Linked DNA regions of Columba livia: region 2 is linked to region 1. Evidence: chromatin contacts called from public Hi-C data. All regions are on one chromosome and are shown on one strand. Each heading gives the region's core, a stretch centred on a gene start, on an enhancer-like site or on the middle of the called end of the contact. The rest is flanking DNA. Distances are from core to core; before and after follow the strand shown.

Evidence for each region. A called contact is a pair of places that touch in the nucleus more often than the background predicts.
Region 2: a Hi-C map of crop shows a contact between it and region 1, with 2.4 times the contacts expected there. The contact joins two enhancer-like sites. A contact is called at or near these places in 2 of 2 Hi-C or Micro-C datasets (crop and liver).

The regions. Positions count from the first base shown.
Region 1 is chr3:25,463,137-25,467,774 of bColLiv1.pat.W.v2, reverse strand. No RefSeq gene overlaps it. Among named protein-coding and RNA genes, the nearest start is that of ELOVL5, 27 kb to the right of the region's middle. Within about 2 kb of position 2,419, at least 1 of the 3 cell types and tissues checked has an H3K27ac peak away from gene starts, as active enhancers do.
Region 2 is chr3:25,527,635-25,532,447 of bColLiv1.pat.W.v2, reverse strand. No RefSeq gene overlaps it. Among named protein-coding and RNA genes, the nearest start is that of KLHL31, 19 kb to the left of the region's middle. Within about 2 kb of position 3,322, at least 1 of the 3 cell types and tissues checked has an H3K27ac peak away from gene starts, as active enhancers do.

The sequences.
Region 1 (4,638 bases), core at 1,170-3,669:
GAAAAGGATTGCTGCAGTCCCTTCTCAAGAGCCAGGTCCTTCCTTCAAACTGCCTCTTAAGGATAATTGGCAACACATACACATGCAAAAATAAGCTAGTCAGGATGTTCTCTGCTCCAGCAGAGGAGATGAGGGGAGAGAAATGCAATAGTTCCCTTTGCTGTGGTGGTATCAAAAGGTGGCTGTGAAGTGTGATGCCGAACAGTTCAAGAACCTGTGATTTACAAGGGAATGGAAGCAAGAATGTTCAATTTTAGCATTATAGCCGAAACACTGTCTCTTGAGGTCTGAAAGACCTGATGCTTCATTGGAATTTTTCTGAAGCCACTCTGGGGAGAAACAGAAGCAGCGTTTGTAGACGGTGAGCTTTGCACGGAGCGTACTTGTACCCTGAGGGAGGAGGGGACAGTGCAGCTCCTGGGGTGGGCAGGTGGCAGAATATCATTTTTTGTGATTCTCACCATGTGAGTTAAGCCAAACCTGCCCACACAGCATTGTCTGTCTTCGTTGTGCCTCTTAACTGAAGGACACCAGAGTGCATGCAATCAAGAGTATTTTACAGGAATGGGATCTAGTGTAAACTACAGGAGAGTTGATCTGCAATGTTTCTCACCTGTGACTCTGAATCCCTAATGCCGAAAGGAGTCAAGGGCCCCATTTCAAATAATTGCCAAAAAAAAAAAATAAAAAGGACAATGAGAAGGGATTAATAAACCAGGTTTGCCTCCTCTCTTTCTCTGTGTGGTGGGCTGACGCCAGCCAGCAGCTGAGCACCCACAGCACCCACTCGCTCCCTCACAGTGGGAGAGGGGAGAGTAGGTAGAGCAAAAGCAAGAAAATTTGTGTGTTGGGGCAAAGACATTTTAATAAGGGAAGGAAAGAGGAAAAGAACAGGAAAAGCAAAGGCAACCACTCAGCACCCACAAGCAGCTTGACACCCACCGACCCCATCTCTGAGCTACAGCTGTGCTGGAAGACAAAACCCTCACTTTCTATTTTATAGAGGAACACGAAGCTATTATGGTGTGGAGTGTCCCTTTGGCCAACTGGGGTCAGCTGCCTGGCTGTGTCCCTTCCTGACCTGCTGCCCACCCCAGCGAACTCGCTGGGAGGCAGAACGGGACTCAGCGATGCCTCGGCGCTGTGCAAACACCGCGGCTGTGCCCCAGCCCGCGTGCGGCACCGCTCCCTGCTCTGTCCCGCAGCACACGCAGCCTCACTGTGAGAAGATGGGATATTGGGTTTCCCCTCTCTGCTACGTGTGCTTAATGTTTTCTCTCTCAGGATTCACTGAGCTGCAAATTAAGAACTGAATTGCAGTGTCCTCGGCATACAGAAGGTGAAGCGCTGGCAGGTGTTGGCAGCCCCCAGGATGGCCACCTCCTGCAATCACAAATGGAAGTGTTGGTGCGTGATGGCTCCTCATCGTTGACTTTCCAGAATTTGTGATTTGGCTGGAAAAAATGCTAGTTTATAAAATATTTATGCAGCAACAACTGTTCTTACTCTGGAGAAAGTCCAAATTCCTATTAAATGCAATTAGATCAAAAGAAAGGAGGTTTTTTATGGGGATGACGGTACAGATTTTGATGAAGGCATTTTAAAGAGTGCCTGGTTACCTGACTACAGCCAGTCCATGTGGAAGGGAGGAATTGCTTTGTGTATGTTGCTCTGGCGTGTTATTATTCAGAAGAGGCTGGGGTAGTGGGTAAGAAAGTGTAAAGGAGTGAAGCCTATGACCAGCAAGTCTCTGAAATGTCCCGCTTTCTCCCCACTCTTTGATTTGCACTGGGAAAGCAGCTGTTCCAAGGTGACCTCAAACTCTCCAGCAATTTTCAGTTAGGTTTATTCTTTCCCTTAAACCATTTGCTAGGTTGGACTATACGCCTTCCCATCCATTCCCATCCGTGCACGCACATGCAGTGCTGGACTCCTAATCCCTGCCAGCTTACAACATGGGCATTCAGGGGCCAAGAACTTAAAGTATTTTTCTTGGCCGTGTAAGGGGCTGGGCCTCCTTGCCCAGAGACCATCACGCAGCTGCTTAATGAAAAACAGGAAAGCCTTCCAGAAAAGAAAACAAAACAAAAAACCAAAACCACAAACCACAACCACCTTACCACCAAGGGGAGGCAAGGCTCAGCATCACCAACATGTCATACCCTCCACCCCACCCTGCAGCGTTCCTGTGCATTACTCATCCCTCTGGCATCAGCTAAAGCGCATCTGATTTTAAACAGCAACAGGACAGAGGGTGGCCAGCGATGTCACGGGAGGGAGGCCAAGCCGGCAGCCAGCTCTCTCCAGAGCCCCTGATCCTGGTGAGTGGCAGATGTGGCTGCATTGTGCTTTGTGTCTCAGATACAACCCAGGCTACCGAGCACAAACTGCTGCTGCTTGTAATTCCTCACCTCGGCAGGGTGAGCTAGAGCAGTGCAATATAAAGTCCGATGTGAACCCTGCGCTACGACAGCGTTAACATTGCCAGCAAAGCAAAACAAGCCCGGCAGGGAGAGTGGAAAACCAGCCAGGGTCGTTGCTGGGTGTGCTCATGGCGCTGGGGGGTGAGGTCGGGAAAAGCTCATTGCTAAGCCCAGGCCCAGCTCTAGGTGGCCTCCTAAGGCCACAGGCAAGGCAGAGCTGGAGCGAGAAAATAACTGTTCACTGGGGAATAAAGAGAAAAAAGGAGCCGGAGCCACAAGGGTATTTCAGGTCAAAATCCTCCACGGATTTTGGCCCAAGTGTCTACTCATGAGCTTCGCCCCAGCCCATGCACCCAGTGCAAACCCCTTCATGTGCTGGTGTCCCACCACAGCTCCAGGAGCTCACTAGAACAGCTGTGGTGACTTTGCAGCCCTCGCCTGATGCAAAGGGCAGAGGGAGCTGAGGCCGGTGCGGGGGCTGCCCGGGGACACCCGGCCGGGACCCCTCCTGGCAGACCTGCTGTGTAGATGTTGTACGAGCAGGGCAGGCCCGGTGCGTGTTTTAAAAGGTTATGCTGGAGCACAGGCTGGAAAATAGGTCAGCTTGTCCCTTTCAGGCATTCAGTTCAGCTGCACAATTGCACTGCTGAGAGCAAAATTGCCACTGTCTGAATTAAAATGTGTAACATCCAAGTGCTTCTGGACATGACATACCCTGAATGGCAATGTGAGATGAACAAGAGGGCTCTCCTTTCAAATGTAGCTAGGTCTTGCTCTTAAAATACTCACCTCTAGACAACAAACTTCACACACTGTTGTAAAAAAAAACTGTCTGAGCCTCCTCAGTGAATGGTACAAAACAGTATATTCCAGACTTTTGTCTTTTCCTCTTTCTTTACAGCACAGCCTGACTAGCACAAGTCCCGCCGCTTCTGCTGGGTGAGGGCTGAGGCCATTTCCAGAGGCACGTGTGAAAAGCAGAGCCCTGGAAAGGGGCATCCACCTGTTCCTGGAAACTCATTCTGACTGTCCGCATCCCAGTCATCCCAGCACACGTGGTGTCACCGGCATCTGCCCCTTCCCTCTCAGGTCACAAGGGTTTGAGGATGTGGGGTGGCTGGGAGAGGAGAGGGCAGCCCTGCAGCCACCTCAGTCCCTCTGGCTGCCACTCCAGCTTCCAGCAATGTGGCGTATTTGGCATTGCCGTGAGCCAATAAAAAGTGATACTTGCCCTGAATCCTGACACAGTACTAGGACAAGACACTATTTCTCATCTTACCTTGGAAAAGCAAAATCCCTGCAACAGAAAGGAAACTTGCAAGATTCAAACTGTGCAACAAGAGTATCCAGGGATAAACTCTGCAGGCTGCTGTGTTTCTCACTGGCTGCCTCCTGTACTCACGCGTTCTTACAAAGCTTTGTGATGGTTTTCAAGATATACCAGAGCAAGCTGTTTTCTGGTGGAGAGGAACGCTTCCTCCAGGACCAGGCTGTCCAGAGGAGGGGACTGTCTGCCAGGATCAGGACATCAGCACAGCTGTCTTCTGCTTCCAGCTCTGCTGCCATCCTGAAAGGGAGGGTTTATCTCCTCTTGTCCTAATGCAGCCAACAGAGTTTTGTAGTGTGAAAACTCTGGTGCCAAACACATTTGCTGTTGCAACAACATGCTAGAGCACCGCACAGTAAGATCCATCCATTTCAAGAGGCAGTGGTCTAGATGCTGGTCTAGAAGAGCCCATGGGATGATGTGGTGTAGTGAGTTTGATGCTCTAATCACAAATAAAGTGAAAAGTATGTGATCAATTTTGTCATCAAACCACTTCAGCTACATTTCCCTGGCTGTGCCGAATTGGACAGAGATGACATAGTGATAGCCTCACATACCCATTTCTTATCTTTTATCATAAACAAATATGGAACGGGTATACATTTGGTCTGTACTAGCTACTTCCTTACAAACAATTTTTACTGGTGGAGCCCATGAGTAGTAAGGACACAATAATCAGTCAGATTTTGTTTATCTGACACCTGCTGTGAGAGGACACCTGTAGGCTGTGCCCTGGGGTACCACGGGCTGCCTGTGCCTCCCAGGGGACATTACAGATAGAGCCAAAATCACTAAATACTAGTGCTGTGCCTTCATGGCATCCCTCCAGCTGGAGATCAGCTGCTATGACAGGCCCTGCAACAGAAGCAGGTGATTTAGCAGCCACTT
Region 2 (4,813 bases), core at 2,073-4,572, 64 kb before region 1:
CTGCACTCACAGTGAAAAGGACACTCAGCCTTGACTGGGGAGGATGTGTGTCTTTTATCGTTTTGGCTCACATCAGGAACTTTGTTTGCATGTTCAGGATATGTGATCTCACCACCAACCTATTTGAAAGCTTCTCCTTCCCAGTCTCTTTCGTCAAAGCTGTTCCAGTTTGAATAAATAATTTCATATTTACCACTCTTGGAGGGGGAGGGTGAATAGATTTGTTTTCTGCCTCCCAACCAGTGCCCTAAATGGTGATATCTTGGCTCAGGACAAGTTTTGCAAGAACATTTTTTGCTTTCATCCCAGTGCAGCATGAACACATTTTTGAAATTACCCAAGTTTAGCAGATGGGAAAAACAGTTATTTCCCATGTTGCTGGGAGAATGGTGCAGCCAACAGATTCCTGACCCAGCTGCTGCTCTGAAGCTCTTACGCTGGTCACTGCATACACTTGAGTTCAGCCAGTGAATTATAGCTTGCTATAATAAGAATGTTCTGCTTTCCATTAGATCACGCTCGCTGGAACAATAGTAAATGCTCTGAAGCAGCCAACATGACCGTCAGTGACATTTCAGGGTCTCTTTGCTGGTGTCAAACTTAAGTTCTGGCAAACGGACACCTTGGTCACATTGTCAGAAGTAACAGATGAGCTCTTCTGAAGGAGAAACAGATGTGTCAGGTCAGGTGAACAGCAAAGCACTGAGACTCCAAAGGAATCTTAGCAAAAGCTGAAAAAAAAATGCAAGCGGAGATCATAAATCATGTATTAAAACTCAGTGCAGAGCTCTCTTGTGGTGTTATGTGAGTAATAAATAACACCACAAGCTGTTAAGGGCAGCTTGAATACTTCTTTATGAAGCCACCCTTTGAAACAGAAGATACGCCTGTCTCCTGGACTGGAATTGTTGCAGGGGATCACAGAAAAGAGACTGGTTCACCTAGCAGAAGCAGAGCAGGAAGATATGTCAGTCTGGGCCACACTACAAGAAATCGCACCCATTCATATGAGAAATAAGTGTACAAAGAATTCCCATACAATCATATCTCTTGGGAAGGGCAGACCACTTAAGAAAGGCCGTATCTGTCATGCAAGTCATTAAACTGAGTAGTCACAGGCATTAATTCTTGGGTAACCTCAGTGTTTTCATATCTGCCACTGCTTCCTTGAAACACTGAGGACAACTCAAGGTCAGGAAGCATAAATTTAGGCATCTATGTATGCACTAGATGTTAAACCTCCAGTTATAGGTAATACAGCCAAAGGTACAATACCAGCCAGTCCAGGAATATAAAGTGATTTATTCAGTCACCCACCAAGTCCTACTTTAGGATGAGTTGAATTCCTCTTTGGGCTTTACTGGCTGTGTTGGGTAGACACAAAATTAATGCATAAATGTCCAGCACCATCTGAGCACTGGAAGGGTGTCCTGTCTGGCATCCAGCCATCCCAAAAGGACATGGGTTTCCCCTGTGCTGCAAGTGCCAGCTGCATGCCTCAGGCTTCTGAAATATTTCAAATGGCACCAACATTTAGAGAACTGAACTGAGCCACTGGTCTCCACTGGGCCGTTGATCTCCACCATCAAAACATACACAGCAAGTGTACTTTTATATATCCCTTGTACGCAGACATGTTAATTTAAGGGCATCCACCTTGAACTCAATTCCACTGTAGATATTAACTATTTTTCCCTGCACTTCAAGATTTTGTTGGCTTGAAATTTTGTTTTTAGGCTGCTGTGTCTTTTAATTGTAGAATCTCGTACCCTTTGTTCTACTCTACTCTTAAATACTTACTGTTCAGCAGCAGTTCATACTTAACAGGCTGGCGCAGAGCAAATACACATGCACACAGGCATATCAGCATCTGGAGACTGCTTTGAACCTTCCTAACTCTGGCTTACTTCTGTTTTGCAAGCAAGTCCCTGGAAGGCAGCCTATGGCCCTCTTTCAGAGTGTGGAGACAAAAAATAGGTGCGTAGTTCCAGGTGAAGCAGGAATGAAAGTATGTGAGAGCACCAGAGAAGGCAGTAGAGTAAAGACAACGGAAGGGTCAGTATGGATAACCAAGGACATGAATGGAAGCCATCAGACTGGAAAACACTGAGGACTTCCAAGTTGTTCATTTACATCATGACAAGAAGGCCCATGCTCCCTCAGCAAGAGGATGGCAACAAGGGTGTCACTTGTGCCGTGCTTCTTTCTGCTGTCCAACCAGGGAGATGAAGATACCCAAAAAGAGGAATTATGGACAACAGACAGCAGCCTTCCTGGAGATTTACAGAGAATGAACCTTTTGAGGATTAAATGAGGATCTGGCATTCACTGTTTATCATTCCGTGTAGGAATCTGAACCAAATTCTGGACAGCATCAGCTTGGGAGAGATTGTTCATTTGTTTTGAAGATTTCCTCCTTGCCAGCCTTACTTGTTTTGTTTCTTTCTGGAATGAAACACAAATAAACCTGCCTGCTGTTGGAGCTGCTCTGCTGCTGAGTCACTGACCCACTCCGCAGCTTTGAGCAAGCAGCTAGCTCACTCGCAATCTCAGTTTTGCTTTCTGAAAAACAGAGTAATGAGGTATGCTTTGCTGATAATGAAGAAGTGAACACGAATGGAATTGTTCCCAGAAAGTAAATTACTAAATAAATATGCATTAACAAACGATCCTGAGATGAGAACATACTTGTGGGAGCAAATGCATTTTCAGTAAGGCCAATCTTAAACAATGCCTTGCCTTATGAAATGCTGAGAGTCACCATGACAAAGCACAAACTGTTACCACAGTTATTGAGGTGACAGTGACTTCTCATTCAATGATATCACAGGTATCAGCAAAACAGAAGCCCTTTCTAGGTTCTTGTTTCCTTCTGTTCCTGTTGCTGTTGTCCATGGCTGCCCCTCCTGCAGGTACAGCGCAATCCTGCTTTCTGTCTCTTTCCACAAACTGAGAGACTGAGCTTAACCAGCCAACTCTTTAGTGGGGAGTATATTTTAGAGACATAGTCATAACAACACCCAGACCCTTCATGTTAGTAGGAATAACACCAACGTTCACATATCCAGCACAGAACCAGTACAGTAATATATTCTTATTTATTTACTTGCATTACGATTATTTTACAGGCTTGTGTTTGTTGATTGAGACATACTGTGCACAACAAAGATATCCTCTCATCCAAAGAACTTGGACCAGGAGCCATCAGGTGGAAAGAAACAGGAAACAGAGACAATTGATCCTGGGCAGCAGCCTCAGCAAAGCCACTGCTCAGTCACCTCAGGACTTTAGCAGGCCTGAGGACTCTCAGAGTAAAGAATGAGGTGATTTTGAGGTGTCTATAATGACTTTTTCTGAGAAAAGAGAGAGACTGTGGGCAAAAAACACCAAAAGTGCTTATTTGAAAATTATGAAGTTGAAAATGGAAATTTGCATCATAAGCTGATCAGAGGTAAGGCTTGACCTTTAAATGTTGAAAGGATTATTGTTGAGCTTGTTTTATCTGAGCAGTCACAGCATGCAGAGTTGTGCTGAGTTCATGGGAATAAGCAATTAACTCTGTGAGCAGTAAATCTGGTGAAGCCTTGCTTCTTTTGAACTAGAGTCCTATTTTCTTACCCACCCAACTTAATAACCCTGACAGTTCTCCTGACCTTAAAGCTCTGTATGACTTTCTCCTCACCTCAGCAGTACACTCATCTTCTTCCCATGTCCTGTATATACCAGCGAGGTAAAGTGCAGCCTGAGCTCCCTCCACCTCCCAACAAGCGGTATGTGCTGGCCGGCAGCCGGATGCCCACAGTGACTGGCCCCAACACGGCTGGTGAGCACACACTTCAGTTTTCCCTCATTAAATTTCCTTTCTTATGCAGAGTCAGTCTTCAGAAGTCATGCAGAACATTCCGCTATGCCACTATTCCTCAGGTCAGCTCAGCTCATCATCCCAACTAGGCAGTGAAGAGAAAAAGGCACTTAGGCCATGATTCATCCCATCCCAAAATAATCATCTAAATCAGGTCACTTGAATCACGGTTAAAAGTGCCAGCTGGTCTCCACTAACTGTAAGGACAAGGTGACTGTCTCAGATTAAGACACTGATACTACAGAAGTCTAAACTTAGGTGAAATGAATCCTGCCTTCATGCCTTTGAGCTGTGTGTCACACTACAGCACAATGTTAAAGTGTGGCAGTTGGTTTAAAAGTTATTAGAATGGGACAGATGGATAGATATTGTAATCACTAAAGCCTTCCTTCATCGGGATGCTAGGCTGAAAAATCAAAAAATAATTGTGGAAGTGGGAGAAAATAAAAATATATTTGTGCACATTTCCAGAGGAAGATGCTACATTCAATGCATAAACTATTAGTTGTGTCTCTTTGGGATTCTATGCCTGGATATCAGGTTTAAATATTTAAGGTCTGACCTCTCACCTAATTACCCGCATAAACCTGCACCAAAAAATTCCTGCATGAAGTTCACAGCTGCTCATTAAAGTAAATATACAGAAAGATATAGCAAATCTCCAATCAAGACAAAGTTTCCCTTTGAAAAAATAAATTCAGAAACTTACATTTATCCCTTTAATAGCCTTAAAGAAAATCTGAGCTTCTATGTAGCAGGTGTTCCAGGCCATTCTGTGCCTCGTTTTGAGCAATCTCTGACTGCTCAACAACTGCCGTATGTGTGTGAGTGGTTGGAGCACCACCATCTTCCCAGCAGTTAAAACCACCACACATTGTTAGACCACAAGCACCAACACATTGACCTACTGTGCTGGTTTTGGCTGGGATAGAGTTAATTTTCTGCATAGTC